Regions from separate parts of the Sander lucioperca genome. Here region 1 is linked to region 2. Evidence: chromatin contacts called from public Hi-C data. All regions are on one chromosome and are shown on one strand. The core of a region is the stretch at or near the end of the contact, and the rest is flanking DNA. Distances in the headings are between cores, read along the strand shown. Region 1 holds the start of LOC116044659 (zona pellucida sperm-binding protein 3-like). Region 2 holds the start of LOC116044677.

Region 1 (4,402 bases), core at 1,461-3,960, 270 kb before region 2:
GGTGGCCACACAGCTGTCGACGTAGACCCTCAGTGGAACGTGGTGACCCTGGAGGAGCGCCGCTTCAATGTGCATCACGTCACTCAGGAAGTAAACACTGGAAGGCCTCTGCGACTGCCAGTCCTCTAATCAAATACAGAAGGAGAAAAAGACAAGTGGAAAAGTAATGCTGGGGCCATCATCTGATTAGTTGAAAGTTAAATGATGCCCATGGGGGAGAGTCGGTCAGTGTAGCAGCAGTGAATAGAATATAGGTACTGTAACAATAAGAGAAAAGTACTTTAAACAAGATATAAATGAATTACAGATGTAGCATCATCAACCTGGAAGAAACAGACGATTGTCTGTGCCTGCAAAAACGAGTTTAAAACGTTCATAACTTCTTACAGGCCATGCTACTTTTAAAATAAATAAATAAATCACAGGAGATGCTAGGCCAACTTTCAAAACAAACAGCAATGTGGTGCAGTCGCTATCTGCAGTGTTGGAATTAATTAGAAAGCATAATCAGCTGTTTATTGATCACTTTATTGTGCGAGTGACCCTGTTAGGTCAGCCGCAGCCTACAAGGCATGTAATTTCAGCTCATCACCATGCATCAAAAGATCCACTCCTGTTTATCAAGTCACTGTTTAGCATCTTTTAACAGTCGCAGCAACGTCTGCGAGGCCTTGAGTGATTGCAATTACACCCGTCGCTGGGGAAATTAGCCAAGCCGCCTGGCGCAAATCACAAGTTTTAACTTGCAGAACATCCAGCTCAAAGTTTGTTGTTTCTTCTTGATGTGTGTTGCCCACCTGTCATGAGACGCAGGGAGAAGCGTAGCTGCTGTTCCGCTAACATGTCGAAGGCAGACGGCTTCCAGGTAGGCCTCACAGCGCCGCTGCTCACATCATGCCTCCTGTGAGGACAATCACAGCAAGGACGGGCATTTCACTAGAGAGGCTCATCGAGGATGAAGAATGTGTGCCTCAGAGAGAGAGTGGAGACCATAACACAGGTAGGTACATTTAACAACAACAACATGGTTTCTGCAGGGCTCACCCAGGTAAATTCAAACCCAGATCTTTTTAACATAGAATGCAATTTAAGGCAGGTTTACTGGAGGAAAACCAATAGAGATGATAAGGCCTAGATTTAATTGTTATGACTTTTCAGCAAGACCAAAAACTTTTTTCTCTAGAGATACAGATACTGCAGATACTCTAGAGTATCTGCAGGTCCACCCCTTAGTCTGCCAAGTCCAATTCTAGCCCTGCTGTAGAATTGGACTTGGCAGACTGAGGGGTGAAATACTAAATGAGACTTTACCTTAGATAGTGGCATTCAATTACCACCTCAGCAGGGTTGGTCTTTAAAATAAAGGTGTTGCCAATGGGTGTTGGGGAGTACGTCAGAGAAAAGTAGTAGATGAGGGCTTCTTCGGTCAGCTGAGGAAAAAAAAAAAAAACGTTACAGGGACTTCAAACAGACAAGAGTGGATGGACACTGAAGGAGGCAGAGAGCCACACACCGCCATTGTGCTGCCGCAGCCCTGTAACTCCGTCTGGAACTGCACAACGTGGAGAGTGGTGGTTCGTGCAGCACAACCCCCTAAGGTCAGATCACTTGGGTGGATCAACTGACCGTTTCCTAGGAACAAAAGAGGAAAAAGGTGCAACTTAAATCAGGACCATTACCTGAGGCCATTTCTCTTCCTGGTCCAGTCAATAACACTCACAGCAAGTGCAGGTTCAGCCACAGGACAAATAATGCATCACTGAAAGTCAGCATTTGCTCACTGATCAGGCATCCAGAATGCTCCTTCTCAGAGTGAAGAAATAAAAGGAAACATAATATTGATCACCGATACCATAGTCTGTGCCATTTGCAGTAATCAGCACTGAGTGTCCCATCTTCACCGTTCCATTCCATTTTCCAACTCGGGCCTCTAACCTGAACCCTTTCTTTCTTAGACATTAGAGCAGAAAGCATGTTAAATGGACTTGTGTCGGTGCCACTGTGGACAAAAAAACCCACAATGGATCAACTCAAACAAGTAACCGGCAGCCATTACGGTACCTAAGAAGTTCTGTTTGACCTCAATGGTGACCCCTCCTTCTTCACAGTGCGCTGCCACGCTGTTGGCTGGCACAGGCACCCGCTGCCCAAACACCAGCGTCAGCACCTGGAATATCATTCAAGTTTAATTACACTGAACTTTAATGGTGCGGAAGATCAGAAAGGTTGCGTAAAAGTCATACCTTTGATTCCGGCTTGACAGGTGGGTTCAGATCTGGGCCTTGGACCAATTTTAACAACTTTTGGACATTTACCTCTGGCTCCAGCTGCTCTGAGGTCAGCTTTACGGCCTCAGATGTCTGCGGGTTTTGAAAAGTGTGCTCCAAAAGAGGCCGGGCTGGTTTTGGTTTCCTGACAACTGGGTTTCTAAGCTGGTAGGTCTTGAGACGGTGGGTGAGAGGAGAATGGACCAGATTGTCGTGCTCATTTCGGTTTGACTGATGATCTGTTGTCTGTGGTGATCTCTCATTGGTGCTGAAGTTTGGCCAGTTTTGTGTGGCAGCAAAAAGATTTCCACCTGAAAGGAGAAGCACAAACCCTAACAAAGCCGCCTCTCTGAACCCCATTACAACTTATCACCCAAAAACCTGAGTTTTGGGTGCTTTTTTCAGGGAACTCTGCTGCTTTTTTTCTTTTGACCAAAACTAAGTTGTGTGAGCTTGGCTCGGGCTCCACCTACTCCTAATGACTTGATTGGATTCCAGCCTGGAGGATTCAATCTCTGAACCATTTCTTTCCTCTCTTCCTTTTCACCAAATAGAATTGCAGATTAGAGGATAGCTGCTTGGCTGTGCACTCCAAAGGTTGAATTAACAGCCTGTTTGGTTTGTTTCAACTCTGTCTTTATGTCAAAGATAAAAAACTAAACTATTTAATTTAAATAATCATGTGTACAGTGTGGAAAAAGCTAAACATACTGAGCATTCTTTAAATGTTTTCAGGGCAAACACTGCCTGCTAAATCTCCACTTGTCACGATGGTAATGAACAAAGACTTTTATAAACAGAAACAAGCCTGACCCTAACAGTGAGTGGCTTTCACTGCCCCCATGAGACAAATCAATCAACGCTTTGGAACCCCATTTTTTTTTTTCATGCCGAGTGGTCTTGAATGTCAAGGCTATGCGGTCAACAGTCTGCAGAGTTCAGCAGTCGCTCATAAAACGGAGATTTATGATCATCCTCTGTGAGATTTTACAAATGTCACCATCAAATGCCGTGTGTGTGTGTGTGTGTGTGTGTGTGTGGGGGGGGGGAAATGTGACAGGAAGCAGGGGGGTGGGTCTTGAACCTGTGCCAAGCAGGCATGTCAATCACACTGTTATGGTGAGACACGTTTTAGGGCCTGTTTAACCTTTGAACTCTTAATTTCTCCCCACAAAATTCCACTTACGTTTCTTTGAATTTAGAAAAAAGTCATACTATATATTTTCTAAATGTGCTTGTTCTGGCACTAAAGTTACAATATGTTTTGGTATTGGGTGAAAATGTAAATATTCTAGTTGTGATGTGCATCATTTTATACTCTTTTCAATATTCAGTCTGATATATATATACAAATAATTCAAACATTTGGATCTCCACTAGAATTTGTATTTGGTGTAAAGTGTATTTTTTGTTGTCAACAAATCCCATAAAAACATCAATAGTGTGTTAGATAGATAGATAGATAGATAGATAGATAGATAGATAGATAGATAGGTAATAGATTAAACATATTACCAGCCTTATTTCTTAAAAATGTTTAATAAAATAACAAAAGAAAGTTACCAGTATGAGTTTGGAACTTTCCCACCAAATTCAATGTAAAACATGGTGACCTTCTTCTTTTAGGTTCAGTTTGGATTCTTTTATTCTTATCAATCTTTGTGACAGTCATATAAACAGACTCTAAAATGGACATTTCTCGTCATCCACAGCCATATTTGTGGAACTACTTCCAGTAAAAACATATGGATAAAAACCATAATAAGATTTCATTTAAAGAAACTCCTGTTCAAAAGGCTAATTTATTTTAAATCACTTCCTCTTGATACAGACACACTAATCTAGGCTGACCTGCAGGAATACATTATACCTCCACTCTAAGTCAGGATCTCCCTGCAGACTCCCCAACAGCGAGCTGCTATTGTCAGGAACTGGCTTTTATCTTTTGCTGATCAGCGGCAAAACAAAGAAAGGAGGTGGATCTGTGTGTGTGTGTGTGTGTGTGTGTGTGTGTGTGTGTGTGTGTGTACGTGGTTAGTTCAGGAGGCTGGAGTGAAATCAGTCCATCCCTGCCAGTCAGGCTCCCTCTGCTGCTGATCTCTAACTTGGTTAGCTGCCTCTAATTTGGTCCCTGG
Region 2 (4,433 bases), core at 362-2,861:
TCTCATGAGCGTCTCCCATGCCCGACACATCGTCATCAGGTGGAGGACTTGGAGGCAGAGGAACCTCCTCAGCAACAAAGGACTCACGGTAGAAGTACTTCATTGATGGAGGTGGTATAGTGGCTGTCCCTTGAAAGTTGCACACTCTGCAACAAAAGTGTCAACAGCTGATTTTAGTATCATACAATGCAAACAGATAACAAAGGACTCATTATTACACAAACTAGTTATCGTATGTTTTATGATAATAAAGACGCGTGGTTTACTTCATAGGCTGTATTCTTGTGTTATTACATTACCTAGGTCACAAACATATAAACCCATAGATGTATCCTAGAATTCGTTTGAAATAGTAATACATACTTATAGCTGCTCCGCAGCAATGGTCAGGGCCGAGCATTTTAAGCAGGAAAAGAAAAAGCCGTTGGATGGAGAAGAGGAGAAAAGGGCAAATAAACGAAGATTCTGTCTGCAGAAGTGCCAAACAGAGAGATTCCTGCTCATCTTTTGAGTATGCCCAAGGAACAGGCCTAATGTTTAAGTGAGGATTAGTGAGTGCGTAGGGGATTTGAACTCATAACCTCTCGCACTGAAAACCAGTATCAAATTTGTTGAGGTACAGCTCCTTTTAAGAAACCTATGTCTCCAATCCCCAAAGCATAATGCCAGACTACACAGTGGCATGTTAAGCTAGGACACAACTAATGAGCTGATCGTTTAAGACAGGTGTGTTGATGCTGAGAAACATCTACTAAAGCATGCATAAACTACAAAAATTTATTTCTCACTAGAAAATTCAGAGAATTTTTGTACTTCGTTAAGACAACTTAGAGATGCCTGTAATGTATTTTGACAAAGATCAACAAATGACAAACTGATGTTTAAAGATGCTCTATGTTGCATTGACTGCAATAGCATAGATGAGGACTATTTGAGATAAAATTCAGACATTTTTCACACTAAATCTACAGTGACCTCTAAATGTTGTGATTTTTTTTCCATAAACATCAAAGATTTAGTTTTAAGTATAGGTAAACGCTTGTTAGCAACTGAAAAAACTGTATATTTGAAATTATTTGAAGTGTAATGCAGGACTTACCTGTCAGTTTTATAATAAGGAGCTCTGCTACGGTGCATTTTATTGACATGCAATGCATAGGCTCTTAGATCTTGTAGGGGCTCTTGATGTGGGAGCTCTACCAAACTGTGTCAGTGATGGCCATTTGCCTTAAAAAAAGGTAACATTTTTGTTGGTTTATTTGTTCATTACGAATGATGTCAAGCACATTATTTGCCTTGTTTAGGCATTGGTCAGACCAAAGCTCCATGGTGGCTTTTGATTTGACAATCTGATAACATTACAGAAAGTATTGTCAGAAAAGTAACACAGTTTTATCAAACTACTCAAACTGCAATGTTAAACAACATCTATTTATATGAAATCTAATCATAGATCAGATGTCAATTGAGCTGTTTTGTAAATGAATTAAAGATCCATAAAGCCTTACTTCAATGACTTTTTTCAATCAGTGTTGCCAGCAGCCTGCAGTTTTCTTGAAATATCTCTGGGTTTTGTAAAATGATCAATGTTTCAAGTACAAATATAGTGTCTTTCAGTTGTGGTGCATTGATAAGAAAAAAATCACTTCTGTGACATACATTCTGTGATGGAACTTCCATCTTGTTTCAGAGTGCAATGTACTCCAGAACACAGTGATGTTTGGTTCTGTGTTTTTTAAATGTTCAAGTTCAAACAAAAACACATACAGTAAAATGCAACATATTTAATGTTCTTTAATAGCCATACAAAACACATTGCTCAGCAAAACATTTTAAGCTTCATCTTCAGGGCTGTTGTAAGATTGTATTCAGGTTGCTTCACTGATATTTTAATGTACATATAAAATATGTATAATATGTATATGTAAAATTAGAAAATAATATATAAATAGTACCTCTTTTTTTTACCTCTTTTTGGTATAGCTGACTCCATGGTCTTCAGACCCAACAAACATTTTTATTTACCTATTCCACACTCACTGAGAGTGAGGATGCAGTTTAGTGGTTACAATCAACAGACCCATGATGTCCAGAAGCAGCCATGGTTGTGTTCAAGTCACTGCAGCTCACTCTAGGTGTTGAGGATTTGGCAGAAGTCGCATTAAAGTACCTGAAGGTCAAACCCAACACCCTCACGACATTTGCAGCAGGCCATTAGAGGACATGAGGAGCTAGATTCACTCATCAAAGACTCCATCACTGGTGGTGGTGTCAACCCCCACATCCACAAATCTGTGACTGTAAGAAGTTGGCAACAGGAGACTGTTTAGCCTCAAATGGCTCAAGTTCTCAGCTTAGTGCTTATTCTTCAGTGGCGTCAATAATAGTGTTTATTTTGTGTCTTTTGATGAGATAATCCTGCATTTTTGTGACTTATTTTGAACTTTCTTGAACATGTGTGGCATTCTTGTTCTAAGAGTGTTTTATGAATTGAATAAAATATTATTCTTAGGACAAAATAAGTTATATATATATAATAAGTTCTCTTGTTCTCCATCAAAACCATGCGTTTTCAGAAATTATTTTCCTTAGGTCAAACACATATTGCTCCCATTGCTCTTTACACTTCCTTTAGTCCACCTTTATTCCATGCAAGAGAAAGGTGTTGCTTGTTTTCCAGTTCATAAATCACTGACTTTATTCAGCATTGATATACCATGGTCTGTGGTGCAGCATAGCAGTCACCCTAAAGTGCTTTCTTTCAAGTTCATATTTCCTTCTACTGTAACGTCTGAGCGCACAATATACACAATAACCCACTTTTTTACATGAATGTTCTGATTCTCTGCATATCACTTGCCTCAGGGAGCCACAGGTTTTGCTATGATGTGAGACTGCCTCTAGTGGTCAAAGCAATATACTTGCATGTGTGTGTGTGTGTGTGTGTGTGTGTGTGTGTGTGTGTGTGTATGGCGTACAGGAAAAAGGCGCTGCTACTTTTCCAGTCCATTGTGCCTGAAGTGTGTAGTTTGGGGCTCTGCATCTTCTCTAACAATACCTCTCTGCCTCAGCCTATCTGCCTGTGTATCTGTGACAGATTCACCCACACACTGGTTTCTCTAGCCTGTGTTATCTTGCACACACACACACACACACACACACACACACACATACACACTCTCCCTCTCCTCTCTGTCTTTCTCTACCACTTCTCACTCACCTTCTGGCTTCCAAGCCCACCCCCCCCTTTCCCCTCAGCCTCGCTGCCTGTCCACGTAGAGGACTACTGTGGCGAGGGTGCAGTTCACCAGCAGTGGAGGTAGCCCCCTTTTGTGTTTATCAAGAGCACTTTGACAGGAGATCTTATCCCCTGTGCGCTGCTCGCGTCACAGCAGGAGAAGTTGGCTGAACTACTCTCCGTGGGCTGCCAGGGTTGGATAGTTCAAGCTCAAACTAGGAGAAATACAATGTTAAGCTCAATAGGCCAAGTGGAAAGTCTTTCAAAGTGGAAAGCTCTTTCAAACATTTCTTAAGCTGGAGGTCGTCAACCCCATGTGCTGAGAAGTTAGTTACCTGTTTAAAAGCTTTGGGTTACATTCATAACGTATCAAAAAATAAGAGTATCCCATTCTTTCTTATCCGCTCACAGAAACTGTCAGTCGAGGGTGCCTTAACTCAGCACGAAAACTGTAGGTGGTCCTTTCACTCAAGTACCACAATGATGAAACAGGTTGAAACTTCCTGAATGGAGAATTCCCCTGCAGCATGTGGGTCAAAGGAAGAGTCTAGACCAAATGTCTAAAGTTTAGTTTCCTGGAAGAAAATGTGCTTGGTTTAGAATCTAAACCCATCACATTTTCTACCAGGAACTTCTGTGTGTGATTGTAACTGTGGGTTGGCTCTGGCAGATGTACGTCTGGCAGAAACATACATACAGTTAGTGAGGGTGAAGCTGTGGCATGAATACAGCCGTTCAAAATATGTGATGTAGCATCATACTTTCAAATATCTACAGTAAATAACATAAGAGTTACCTTTATTTATACTCACTGAAAAATATGTTTAACAGTTGCATCCCTGGAAGTAAAGCAATACTGAAAAGTAATGTCCTAAAAATGTGGCTTATTTAGTCTCTATTGAGAAGCTGGTTGATAACAGCCCTGTAGCACATACACATTTGTTAGACCATACAATAGATCATAGCTGATTTGTGAGTATTGAAGGTAGCAAAGGTCATCTGCCAGTGAGTTAGTGGTAAGAACTGTATTCACAAAGCCCAATCCTTCAGTGAATACTACATTCAGCAGAACCGAAAGCTTTATTGATCGCCCTTAGTACTAACGAGATTGGACGTAGCATTCCTAACACCACCAGTATTCTTTTCTCACTAAATCAAGGGATTAGATTGGCATACACATCCGTCTTATCACAGC

What was found. Hi-C and Micro-C count contacts between places; a contact is called where the count stands out from the background.
Region 1: a contact with region 2 is called in a Hi-C map of liver, with 5 times the contacts expected there. The contact joins the promoter of LOC116044659 here to the promoter of LOC116044677 in region 2. A contact is called at or near these places in 2 of 2 Hi-C or Micro-C datasets (liver and muscle).

Annotation. Positions count from the first base shown.
Region 1 is chr24:9,632,996-9,637,397 of SLUC_FBN_1.2, reverse strand. LOC116044659 (zona pellucida sperm-binding protein 3-like) reads right to left here and starts at 2,710. Exons shown (of 11, transcript XM_031292063.2): 1 at 2,244-2,710; 2 at 2,062-2,167; 3 at 1,514-1,632; 4 at 1,312-1,430; 5 at 798-901; 6 at 1-125. The coding sequence starts at 2,627.
Region 2 is chr24:9,359,169-9,363,601 of SLUC_FBN_1.2, reverse strand. It overlaps LOC116044677, which reads right to left and starts at 1,611. Exons shown (of 4, transcript XM_031292088.1): 1 at 1,509-1,611; 2 at 1,100-1,227; 3 at 1-146. The coding sequence starts at 1,137.